Linked DNA regions of Gossypium hirsutum: all the other regions are linked to region 1. The links are chromatin contacts, called in public Hi-C maps. All regions are on one chromosome and are shown on one strand. Each heading gives the region's core, a stretch centred on a gene start, on an enhancer-like site or on the middle of the called end of the contact. The rest is flanking DNA. Distances are from core to core; before and after follow the strand shown.

The links. A called contact is a pair of places that touch in the nucleus more often than the background predicts.
Region 2: a Hi-C map of leaf shows a contact between it and region 1, with 2.3 times the contacts expected there. The contact joins the promoter of LOC107916327 here to the promoter of LOC107914294 in region 1. A contact is called at or near these places in 12 of 34 Hi-C or Micro-C datasets (fibers, hypocotyl, leaf and 1 more).
Region 3: a Hi-C map of leaf shows a contact between it and region 1, with 1.5 times the contacts expected there. The contact joins the promoter of LOC121222397 here to the promoter of LOC107914294 in region 1. A contact is called at or near these places in 4 of 34 Hi-C or Micro-C datasets (leaf and petal).

Annotation. Positions count from the first base shown.
Region 1 is chrD10:12,502,831-12,507,348 of Gossypium_hirsutum_v2.1, reverse strand. It overlaps LOC107914294 (U1 small nuclear ribonucleoprotein 70 kDa), which reads right to left and starts at 2,606. Exons shown (of 10, transcript XM_016843164.2): 1 at 2,431-2,606; 2 at 2,043-2,157; 3 at 1,887-1,966; 4 at 905-980; 5 at 727-791; 6 at 576-638. The coding sequence starts at 2,538.
Region 2 is chrD10:12,294,402-12,298,919 of Gossypium_hirsutum_v2.1, reverse strand. It overlaps LOC107916327 (U-box domain-containing protein 5), which reads left to right and starts at 2,610. Exons shown (of 6, transcript XM_016845573.2): 1 at 2,610-3,427; 2 at 3,858-3,920; 3 at 4,028-4,213; 4 at 4,334-4,441. The coding sequence starts at 3,873.
Region 3 is chrD10:12,354,279-12,358,796 of Gossypium_hirsutum_v2.1, reverse strand. It overlaps LOC121222397 (protein RADIALIS-like 3), which reads right to left and starts at 1,922. Exons shown (of 2, transcript XM_041103127.1): 1 at 1,234-1,922; 2 at 425-655. The coding sequence starts at 1,482. The coding sequence ends at 1,240.

The DNA of each region.
Region 1 (4,518 bases), core at 1,357-3,856:
AACATAATGAGCCCCTTACCAGGGATACCTTTTATAGGATGCTTCTTAATGGTAGAACAAAACCTAAAGAGTGGAAAGATCAACTATTTCTGGAGACGAGTTCTACATCCTACCATATTCAAGTAACTTATCAAGGGGTCATGTGAAACAAAAAAATTCACCCTTACCAGTGATACCTGTTTTACTTTTGAACATATACTCAAATATGATATACTACAGGGAAGGCCAAAGCTCAGCATACTCATAGATGCCAACAAGATGTAGCACCATACGTTGCAATTTAGAAGTACCATCTAAAGATAGAATCTTGTGACAGTGATGAATTACAGCTTACCAAGTTTATACAAACATGTTAAGAATTTTTTTTAGTAAGCTTTAGTACATATGTATATATGTCAGAAGCCTCAGTTTTTACACGAAAAGAATTTAGCTTGTTTAGAAAATACTGGACACGGCAAACTTTAAAACTAGAAATTTAGATCGAACAAACTTAAATATTTTGTTAAGGAAACAGAGAGGATAAACAGCTGCATAACCTCTTACCAAACCCGCATGAGGGTGCTCAAAATACCTACCCGCTTAATCGGTCCATAAGACTCAAACTCCCTTTTAATTCTACTCTCGGATGTCTCATAATTCTGCAACAAATAATACAAGCTAGTAACTAACTTCAGCAGGAATAATTAAAAGATGAAATAAGATACAAAATTACGCAAATTCACTTACAAGTCTAGCAACAAACAGTGTCTTGTATGGATCACCTGAAACGTTTGGGTCATTATTTGGATCATCTGCATTAAAGACAAACAAAAACAATGATCAAAAATCAAGATACAAATCATAATACATGCATTAAACAAATTCGCCAGTCACTAATAAGCAACATAAAGAAATGAGACTTCACAGTTTTTCAGCTCCTCAGCAGCCTTCTCCAAGCCCTTCTCTAGTCGCAACTTATGAATTCTTGCTCTCCGTTGTGCCTAGATCCCCCAAAAAAAAAAATCAAAAAACAAAAGGGTACATATAAGTTAACCTTTTCCTTCCGTAAAAGTAAAGTAGGTGGCCAAATTAACATATAACACCAAAGCCATAACATAGTGCGCATTTTCTTTTCACAACACAGTCACCAAAATTTTACCAGCTTATAGTGTACAAAGTCTAGGGATGTTCATTAGGTTAATTTGTGTAAACTATAACCGAATTAGATCAACTAAATTTACATTTTTTTTTTATTTCAGTTAACCAAACCAAATTATTAAGAAAATAGACTTTGACCAGCCAAAATATTTCATAACTCGGCCAGTTAAGTAATGCACCTTAAAATCCTAATTTTTCATAATTCAAATAAGTATAATCATCCAAAAAAAAAAAAACTTAAAATGCCAAAAATAAGTGAACATCTGACAAAGATTAAAATATAATGTCATATATTTTGGGTAATTTGAGTAATTCAGTTATTGTTCAACGACATATTGAATTAATCAATAACCAAAAACATCTTAAAATCATTACTGATAACCAACTGAATAACTAAATTGGTTTAGGTGTAGGTAAGCTAATTCCGTTTTCACTGAATAGTGCACAGCCCAACTAAGGTCATCGTTTAAACAACGCATGGAACACACAAAAACATGAGAAACATAACTACAGTGTTCTCACCATATGGGCGGTTTAGTTGCAAACAGGAGAAAATTAACTGAGTGATCTCAGTATAGGGGCCGTGCCATAAACATCTCAAATCTCAATGACATCATACTACACAAAAATAATTCCAAATTTGATAAAAGCACAAAAGAAAACATAACACCATCAAAACAAATTAATCATGCAAAGCATTTCACAGAAACAAAAACACAGCAACTTCTCCTTAAGAACAAGTATCCTACAGGTGTTTCTGCTTCCTGAACAGGCGGGGAATACTCAGGATCTCCTGGCTCAGCAAAGTGACTCACAAATTGTGCCATTCCTAACAAAGACAAACGAAGCAAAACAAGTCAGTAAATGTCAAATTTAAATTAAAACTCCAAATGCACGAAAAAGACCTGTATACGGAGGACATTTTCTCTTCTCAGGAGGCGGTTTAAACTCCAACGGAGGTCGTGGTTCAAAGAGCTTCAAAAGGTTAGCTGTTAAACCAGTAGGATGGCTTTGGCCAATCTGCAAAGTAAACAAATTTGTATTTTACCATCTTTTACCCAAAAACAAATCAAAATCACCATATATTTTTTTAGTCGCATCTAATTTTCCAAAAATCCCAGCAAATCTTCATTTAGAAGAACAAAAAAAGAAAACTAAATTCACCAAAAGCTTTGAAAATAGAAAGTAGTGAACAGAAAATAAGAATATACAATAATCTTAATCTAACGAGTCGACATTAAAAGTAATCTTATCACACTCTTCAAACCAAAAAAGAACCCTAAAACAACGAACCAGCTTGAGCTGCTGAATATTGGCGCGATTCTGAGGGGGTTTAACGCGAGCCTGAACGGCGGCGGCGGCGTTTTGGTTGCGCATGAAGGCATCGTTGTAATCTCCCATGTTGAAGAAGGATCACAGGAGGCTTAGCTAGGGTCTTTTTTCTTTTCCCAAACAAATCGAGGGATTAATTATGAAAGAAAATGGTAAAGAAACATCTATTAAATAGCTCTTACATAGGGTCGGGTCGGGTCGGGTCGGGTCGGGTCAGCTTAATGACGGTAAGGTGGTAACTTTTTTAAATTTTAAATTAAGTTATTTATATTAGTTTTAGATACTTAGATTAATTATCTAATAGTTGAATTCTTGTTACTATTTAGTTTCCTTATTTCTGAATTGCAAGGATTTTAATACTTTTATTTTTTAAAATTAAAATTATTAATACAATTAAAATTATTCATCATCATAAAATGTATTTTTTATTACATAACTACTAAATAAGTAATTTTTTTAGTTTCAAAATGTCACACTAACGAATTTAATTAAAAAAACTATTAACAACGCTAATAATTAAACTTGAATTTTGAAATTTGAAAAGTATAAATATAAATTCTTGTAAATAAAACTAGGGAATTGGATTACAAATTATGAAGAGTGTAGGAACTTAAAGCATATTTTTACCTAAAATTCTATATGACCTACTCTATTTTTTTTGTTCTACATAAAGACTTACTTTATCATGCTTAATACAAGGGATAAATATTAAATATGTATATATGAACTTTGGTCTAATTTGTAATTTGATACATGAATTTCGATTTGGTGCAATTATACACATGAAACTTGAATTTATGTATATATAAAGCTTTAATTTTGATTCAATTTTACATATTTAAAGAAATGATTTTTGTTGCTACCTTAAGTTGTTTGTTTGCTTAAGATGAAAACTGCAGCGGAAGTACTAGACTATAATGATTATTACAGTTCGGCGCTGCGAAAATTGTGCAAACAAAAAAGCAAATAACACAAATGATATATTTATGTAATTCGATTTCTTTACGCTTATGGAACCTATCTCAGTGAGTAATTTTGTCACACCTTGGTTTGCGAGCCGGTACGATTCGAGAGACTACTGATCTGTTGTAATTCGGTGCGGCAGATTAAACTAGTTTTCGCTTGAATTGTTCTTTATGTTTATTCATTCTATCAAGTTTATATTGTTTATTAGATCCATGAGGAGCTAATCCTCCTGTGGGAATTAGCGAGTGGAGGTATGATTAATTAACTGTTTTTAGGGGTTTCTAAGTGGATCAACTGTTCAGGAGAGGAAGAAACTAAACCCTAGGCTTGGCAACCATAGGAAGTCATTAAGGTAGGAATTAACTAAAATTTGGTATAGCTTACCATGAACACTTTAACCTTGAACCGGTTTGGACTTTGAGGTCAAGAGATAAGTAGTTCTTGCCAACTCAATATGTCAGTAGAAGATCGGAAGATCCTGCTGGGGTATTGACTAATTGATTGAACAAGAAAACTCGAAAGCGATAGTTGGTTATAATTACAGAAACGAGCTAATAACCCATAACCATATTTGATATATTTTGCTCTTTGATCTCTTGTGTTTTATTTATTTATTTGCTTTCTTTTATTATTGTTATTAGTATAGATCACCAAAACCTTCTTTTTATTTATCGTAATATAATCCAATTAAAGTACTAATTAGATCTATTTATGTTTAGATTAGAATTAGTTTAGTGCTCGCCTCCATTGGGTATAATCCTTAGAATACTCACCTGTTCTGTTATAACTATATTACAACCTGACTCGTATACTTGTGGATACCGTCTTTTATATCTTTTGTGCAAGAAGCTTGGACGTTGGTACGTTCGGAGGTGGTCAATTTGTTGGCGCCGTTGCTAGGGAGGCAATGTCACTATATTGATTTTAATTTTTTCATATTAATAGAATAATTAAGAAATTTTTAGGTTATAACTATGATTTTATTTTCTTATTTTCTACTAATATTGTCTTTTTGGGTTTAGTGTATGACTGTAGTAGGGGAACACCTATAGAGCCAGTCATATATCCAGAAAGAATAATCCG
Region 2 (4,518 bases), core at 1,361-3,860, 210 kb after region 1:
TTAAAAGTTTATAAAATAAAAAAATTTCTTAAAAATTTATTAAAAGTATTAAAAACGTATAAAAAAATTTTGTTATTCTATTGATTGGCGTCTTTGGTTTTGATAATAAGAAAATTAGGAGATTGAAGTGTGAAGATGGTTGGACTTGTGTGAGTGTGGAGTGACTAGTTTGAGCAACGATGAGTTTCGTGCTTAATGACATAAGGTGAGTGATGGGTAGAGGTGTTCGTCGGCCGATTCAATTTACTCTGCAAAAAAAAAAACATGTAATAATTTTATATTATTATAATGTACTTTTATAATTAAATTTAAATGAAAAAAAATATTTTTTAATATAGTGAAAGGAATTATTTCGGCAAGCCAAGCCTAGTTAGGCTCGGTCTGAAATTTTTTCTAAACCAGGCCTAAGCTCAGCCCAATCCATGAACATCTCTAGTGATGGATAATGTTTTAGTTGAAGAAGGATGATGTGAGGAAAGTTGATAAGGATGGATTAATGTGTATGACAAAAAACAAAATGTCTAGTAATTTTTAATTTTTATAATATTTTAACAATTTTAATAATTTTTTATATTTTCTTAAAAAACTTATAACTTTTAAATTTTTGTATAATTTTTATAATAATTTTTTTATGATTTATATTTTTTTAAAATTTGAAATTTTAGAATTCTGGTAAATTTTTGTACTTAAATAATCAATTAAACCCTCGTAAAAAATAAAAAAATAATTAAATCCTTGTAAAATAAAAAAATCAATAAGTCTTCCATGTTGTCACTTGTCCACGTCAACTTGCCATGTTAGTTACCACATCATCATTTTCCATGTCAATAATCATGTTAGTTGCCACGTTAGCACTTAACGACCTGTCAGGGCTTCAACGGGGAAAATGAATTTAATAGGCTTAATCGAGTACAAATCATTATTCAAATGGATCAATTGAATGCATTTTTCGATAAGGGATTTAATTGATTTTTTAAAATTATTTTAAGAGGGTTTATTTGATATTTTAGCCAAAAATAATTCTTTTTTTGTTTTGTTAAAATATAAAATTTAATACATATTAGAGTTTTGTTGTGTATATTTTACTTTTGATGTTAACAAATATTTTAATTATTTTAAATTTTTGCATCTCATATTTCACATGTTTTGTTATAATTTTAAAAATTAAAGTCTCACACATTAATAAAAAATATAATATTAGTTTCATAAAAATAAAAAAAAAGTATGATTTGATTATGCAAGGGTATATTCTAGTATAACACCACTCATTAATCATTAATATATCAATTTAGAGTTTATATTTGTGCATCTATACAATCTACCCCTTAACCTCATTCTTTGAATTTTCTTAAAACTAGGTACTGCAATAATACAGATTATAATTAAAATCAATTTAATATAATTTATTATTAAAGTAGAACTCATGTATAATAAAATATAAATTCATAATAAATTAAGGAAATTATTTATGCTTGACGAGACTCAAACTTTCATTCAAATTTTATATATCAATAACTAAATTAATGAATTTATTCGATTTGGTTCAATAATTTTTTAGTTTTTATATTTTTCACCTTTTAAGATTATAAAATAAAATAAAGAACAACCGAATTATAAATCATAAATTTTATTGTTATGTAATTGTTGATTGAATTATTTATTGTTTTATTATACTAAATAAAAGGGTTGATATATAAATTTGTCACTGTACTTTATTTTTATTAATATTTATCATTATGCTTTTAAGCTAAAGATAAATTTGTGATTATATTTTAATTTTATCTTGAATTTTACTACTTTTAGTTTTCGTTTTATCTTGAATTTCGTTTGACAAAAATAAATATTAAAATAATAAATTAAAATAGTATCAACAATTGATAAAAACTTTTACTAATAAAATAAACTTAATATTTTTTATTTTTCAAATCTTTCTTTTATTAAATAAAAATTCTTTTAATATTTTATAAATTAATTTATTGTTAATTACTAAAGTTAAGTATTCTTGTCAAATTTTATTTTCAAATCATGAAAATTAATATTAATTGGTAAATTTTAATTAAAAATCAAGAATTCAAAGTGAAATTTAATTAGATCATATTCTAAAAACATTAATTGAAATAAAATATAGTTTAAAATAAGAAGGCAACAAATTTGGGAAAAGGGGATAAGATAAAATTATTATATTTTAAATAATTGATAAGTGAAATTAATTAATTAGGTTGATGTAATCTTATTTTAATTTTTGGATTCTGCGTTAAGGTAGTTAAGTTGGGGTATTAGGAAAATGATCCCGCGTTGCGGGATGATTTACTTATATGATCAAATTAATTTTTTTGAGTTTAATTAAGTCCTTATTATTAAACTAAAATCTTAGTACCTACTCTTTTGTTTTCAATTCAATAATATCATACTTGGAATCTAATTTTTTTGAATTAATTGGATAATAAAACGTGTTGGGGTTTCTCTCAGTGGCTACTCTTGGTCAAATCAAGACTGTCGGATTAGCACAATAATCAATCATCCAATCATGATCATCACAGACATCACAGACGTGTGAGACAATCCGAGTAGACTTAGAGAGCATCACTGTCTTAACATGTCATTGGCTTAAAGCCGACCAAGAACAACCTGATACTTTTTTTTTTTTTTTGAAATCTAAAATAAAAAGAAGAAACTTTCCTTTTTTTTCGTCTCTAACCATTTCTTATTCGCAAAGACTTTCATTATCCAAAGGAAACGAAATCAACAGCTTCTTTATTGGCAACTTTTGCTTTCCTGATGTAAAGATTTTCTTATTTTCCATCTCTGGTTTTTGGTTTTCTTAGTTCCCTACAAGTTCTAATTGTCACTCATTTCTCTTGCTTGTTTATTGGAGGAATTTTCTGTTTTCATTTTTTGGAATCTCTTACTCTTTTTTTTTTTAACCACTGTTTTCATCCATGGTGGTAAACATGGTTTTTTGAGTGTTGGGGTTGTCATCAAGAGCAAAAAAAAGTGGCTTCTTTTTCTTTTTTGGTGATCAAGAAGATCATGCAATCCATTTGGTCATCTTTAAAGCTTCTTCTGAACTATTGTTTCCTTTTCACCTTGCTTATCTATGGAAGAGCTGCAAGACAACTACTTTTGATGCCTTGAATTCTACACACTTTCTGCTAGTGAGAGTCTCTGTTTTCTTCTTCTTCTTCTTCTTCTTCTTCTTCTTCCCCTTTTTTTTTCCTGGTGGCTAAATGATATATTCTCTAAAGTGCTTACTTATCTGAGTCGCCAAGTATTTGGTTGTGGTTATTTTGCTTTACAAAAACCTAGCCTTTGGCACCGGTGGTTCAAGTTCTCTATATTTGGTGTTGGTCTATAGCTTCACAAATACACATACAGGAAAAACAAGCAACATCTCTTTATCATTGCTCTGGCTTCCACTTGCACTAAGGTGAGTTTTCTCTTCCCCTTCCCTCCTAACCTGGTTTCCCACTTCCCGTATCATGATCAAGTTCAAAATTAATATAAAAAAGAACAAAAAAAAATCCTACATCTTTATGAAAGAAAATTCAAAAGCATACTTAAAATTAAGTCTAATTATGCATAATCTTTTTCTTTTTGGTGGTGGGTGGGGTACATAGAAAAGTCTGGTCGATATGTTTTGCATATCTTTCGTCTTGGACTGCAAGTTTCACGGTGATGCCACTATAAAAAAAAACCCTTTTCATCCCTTAATTGTTCTTTTTTATCTTAATTGACCTCTGGTAAATCGTTTCTAACCATTTATATCATTGTGATAAGTTTCTACGTAAACCCGTGCTGTTTTGCTGTTTCTTTATCTTAATTGACCTGCTTGACTTAATTTCTGTTTCTTTAATCAGGTTACCATCTGTTGAATGGGGACTGAAGCAGTGGAGGCTCCATCGTATCCTTGTTCCTTTCAGGTAAAATGGTAAATTTTGTCGATCAGTTTTCATATAAAGGATCATAACATTCACTGCTTTAAGGTGTCTGATATGCTTACTACTGCGGCACCGCTGAATGATTGTAGGTGCATTGCTTGATGTGCACAGAACTTACGAAGTTTGTTGAAAGGATTATGAATATATTTCCAGAAATTGAAGCTGCTCGACCAAGATGCTCCTTGGGAATAAAGGCACTCTGCTCATTGAACAGTGCAATTGAGAGAGCAAAGTTACTTCTTCAGTACTGCAGTGAATCCAGCAAACTTTATCTGGTGCCCCTTTTTTTTTTGTAATTAATCACATATTTTTGTGATTATTGCAATGATTGTGTGTTTATGATCCTTTTTTTCCTTTTCATCTATTTTGTCTCACTCATTTGATTTACTTTTCAGGCTATAACCACTGATTCCATGGTTGCAAGATTTCAAAAAATAAAGAATTTGTTGGAACAAGGTTTATGCCAAATTCAGAGTATGGTTCCAGTTACGCTGGTTGCTGAGGTTCGTAAAATCCCATGTGCTTTTCAATAGCTTGTTCTTGATAAAATCATAACTTATTTTCTACAAGCTTATGTTGA
Region 3 (4,518 bases), core at 673-3,172, 150 kb after region 1:
TGAAACTATAGTTCAGGTACTTAAAATAGAACAAAAAAATTTAGATACCAATATAGAAAAATGAGTATAATTCAAAGACCAAATAGTAAATAAATCCTTAAATATAATATAATATGATTAATAAGAGAAGGCAGGGCTATATTTCTAATATGCAAATACTTTAAAATTGTTGTTATATCGTTTGAAGTAAGCATTTAGTTGTGGTACTTTATCAAGTTGATGTTCAAGATGTACGGGGTTCTTGATTGGATTTTCTTTTTCTAGAAACTCATCAGGTTCGTCTCTCTTCAATGATGACCAAACCAGATTTCTTTGTAATTTTGTAATTAGTCTTTCGATTATTTCCTGCTTATTTTTCTAACTCGTAACCAGAAGCTGTCCTTTGAACCAAAGAAGTTATATAGCAAATGAAATTTGAAATCTGTTACCAAAATATAGCATTTACTTTAGTTAGATAAAGGCCAAAGGAAAATACAAATAGATGATAATAACCAAGAAAAAAAAAAGGTAAATAGTAGTAACAGCATTTAGTATTACACCAATGGGATAATTAGTTTTGTATGGATTGTTTTAGGTGGGGAACTAGGCTAGTCTCTCAGCAACTGAGGTCTCTAGATGCATATATATATTCATAGTCTTTGATTCTTCAGCTAACCTGAAAGACGAGAAGGACAAGTTAGTCTCTAGAAACGGAATTTATTGATTTGCTCCTGTGAAAAAAACAAATGCAGATAATTAAGATAAAATATGTTGGAAATGACAAAAGTACCATCGGCATGTTATCCAAAATCCAAAAAGACAAAAAGAGTCGAAAGATTTGAGATTAGGATTAAGTAATTGTAAGGAGTTAGGTCTATAAGAACATTAAATGTAAAAGACCACAGAAATTAAGTGATAGACCACAGAAAGAAATGGCGGGGGGGGGGGGCCACATGAAGATTCCCTACTTTTCTGGATTTTCTTTTATGGACCCACTTGGGTACTTCAGAGTTTTCAATGCTTAAGGACTTTGGGGTTGTGGGTGTGTGGAGCTGGAAGGACAAGGACGTCATGGATATGCGCATGTATGATAAATCTAAGAACCACGTTTTCTTTAAATCCACAACTACATCAACAAAAAAGCTTGACAGCTGCATTTTTAGGAATGTGATTCATGCATATGAAAGTGGCCTTCACTTCTTGGTTATCTATAGTGATTGTGGATAGGTAGTGAATAGTAAGTAGTAAACTCACAGCGCTTTAGTTGGTTGGATATGGATAAGGGTAGCGGCCAGACTCAATGTCTTTGAGATCCCTGACTAGGATCTCATAGTGCAGCTTGACTTCCTCAACTGACTTTCCACCCACAGCCTTGGCAATGTTATGCCAGCGGTCAGGAGTGTCTTTGTCATATTTAGCCAGAGCCTTCTCGAACAGTTTGTTTTGCTTTGCCGTCCAGGAGGAGCCAGAGGTACGTGAGGAAGTGAGAGAATTAGATGCCATTGGTGAAAATCTTAAGTAAGAGAATTATAGGGCTGAAAAAGTAAAAGAAGTATGCAGGTGCCTGAATGTGAAAGCAAGGTGATGGAAGGGACTCTTAAAAGAAGATTTTATTTGAAGTTAAGGGAGTGGTATGGGAGGGATACTATGAAAGGAGCTCCTTATAAGCAGGAGGAAAAGTGAGGTGAGGTTGAGACAGTTGGGCGAATATATCCTCCAAAAGGACAGATTATAGTGTGACCCGTCCCCATGTGAACCACAAGACGGAGCAGCACAAGGAACAAGAAGAAAAGAATAAATCTCAAAGGGCAATCTCTTGCTTTTTTTTTTTTTAAATCAAACCGTACGTTATTCCTTGATGAGGTCAGTGGCAAGTGGAATTTGCTTTCTTAGTTATTGTCAGTGAAAAGAAATATAAGAGATGTAGATACTATAAGCTGGAGCAAACTCATCCAGTATTGTGTTCTTAATGATGCATCTGTTAAACTAACTACTCCTTAATTAGCTGAGGATAATTTAATCCATTTTCTTTGGTACGAAAGTGAAAGGTTTTCCTTGGCAAGTACAATAATTACTTTATCATAGTTTTGTTTTTTATTTATCCTATTCTTGTTTCACAAGCATGTGAAGAAATATTCCACTCTTGGTTACCCTTTGCTAATGGTTCTACCCAGTTTTCAGGAACTTACAACCCATTGGCATTGTTCCACGAGTGTCTAGACTAATCCACCTAAGAAATAATGCAGACAACATATTCATCCAATAAAGGAAAATGTTAAGATGGTGATATAGCTGTTGAATTATTTGCTGTGCTAAGGCTGTATAGGGGTAGTTTCGTTATCCCACCATTTCCCAGTAAAGATAGCTAATACGCAGTTGACCTTCGGATAAGTGGCAATCGGTCTCACTTCTTTACAACTGACCTCTTTCTTTTCTTGCTTCCCTCCGTCACTCGTATTGTAATAAATGCAAATGCAAATGAAAAATGAAAAATTTATAATTATTTAAATATATATTTATTGAAAGTTGTGTTAATTTTTAATAGATGTAATTAATCTAGTTAATTTTTAATAGATGTAGTTAATCTAATAAGCATTATTGGATAGTTATATTTTCAATTTTCGTTTATTTTGTACACCAAAAAGCTTAGGAAAAGTTTCTCCATTCTCCAAAGATTATTCTAAAATTCTTTATAAAATTTGATATTAATGTCATGCTCCGGTTAATATTTAATAGACTATTTTTGTTAGTGTAAAACGTATATAGTCATTGGGTTTCATTGTATCTTCGAGATTTATTTGTTAGTAACTCTTTTGTACACCAAAATATAGGTTGGGTGAATAGAACCTTAAAAATAGTAGCATAGTTACACGTTTTGAAGCCTTTGATTAATTTCTTATAAGTGTATTTTTATCCCTATATATGCACCAACAATTGTAAGGTTCTATTTTTGCAATTTTATGAGAAATTAAAAAAGGAGTGTCTTTTCACCGCGCATTCACATGCCTCTATAAGTATGATATTATGATATGGCTATCAACAAATGTGGTTGGATCGAGGTCAATGATCTTATTAAATTTTGATTTAGAAGATATCTTTATTATGAGAAAAGATATGTTAAATTTATTATTTTACTAGCGTTGCATGAATTATATTTTAATGGTTAAGTTATATTGATATTAATTATATTATGCAAAAGTATGGTTGTCTCATGATTATTTATTTGATAAAAATCGAATCTTAATTTATCATATGCATGATATTTTAACATGCATAATTATTATTGGTATAAAATTATGTAATATATATTATATACCATACAAGAAGGAAAAAAATATGGATAAAATGCAAATGCACGATTGAGAAAGACTCTATTATTGGAAAAAGTAGTACTTTTTGAACGGTGATGTCATTGTTTAAACATTAGTTAAACAGGCTTCTATCTAGTAGAAGTATTATGACTATTCGGGTGAGTCTTCTCAAATCAAAAAGTTTTTCACTAGATCCAATATATACTTTTAAAAGATTGGATTGGAATGGTTTCTTGAATCCAAAAAGTACAACTTGATAAGTGATGTTGTTTTAAAGAGTCACTTAGGCACCTATTAGTGCATTATAAATAGACAATAAGTTATTTGTCAAAAAAAAATAGACAATAAGTTTGGATAATTGAAATTTAATTAATTCTATTCAATTTGTGAGTGAGACTTTTTAGTATAAAATTATTCTTTCTTTTTCATGATATATATTTAATTTGATATATGAAATTATTTGTTTATTCAAATTATGATATAAGTAACCAGCATTTGGATGTTATTGATGAGACATTATGTTAAGTGTATTCATTGCTATAAATGAAAATTTGTAGATCTATCATATAATATGAATAATCTTGGTTGGTTTTAAAAAATAACCATTATTCTAAAAAAACAAAAATAATCATAAGACAAATGAGTTTTCTATATGATTGCACATATTTTAGTCTACGTCACAAAAATTGGACTAAAAGTGGTTTTGACTAGAAATGAAATAAGTCGTATGTAATATGCATGGTTATTTCTAGTCAAGGTAGAATAGTGGAAAACATTAGCTAAGATCACAAAATCACTATTTTAGTATGAAATCTTCTAGTAAAAATGTGAACTTGATAATTAAATATTTGAAAATCGAGATCATATTGGTGCACATGGTATTTATATATATATAGCTTGGGTATGATCTATAATCTTATGGTTATATAATTTTGAGGTATAGTGAAAATTTGAAATTCACCCATGAATCAAATATCTCGAAGGTAATAGCAATATTAATGTTAGTTGACCCATTTAAGTGGTGTACATAGTTTTGACCATAGTCACAAATTGACTAATAATGCCCATAATAAATGTTGAATAAATACGTGATGTTATAATCAAATGATTGGACGATTGATGGCTTTTTAATATAACTATGCTCTAAAATAATATATAGAATGCTTTTGTGTTGAAAAAAATAATGCTATTTGAGTTTGCATATGTGATAAGTTTTAAAGATCATTCA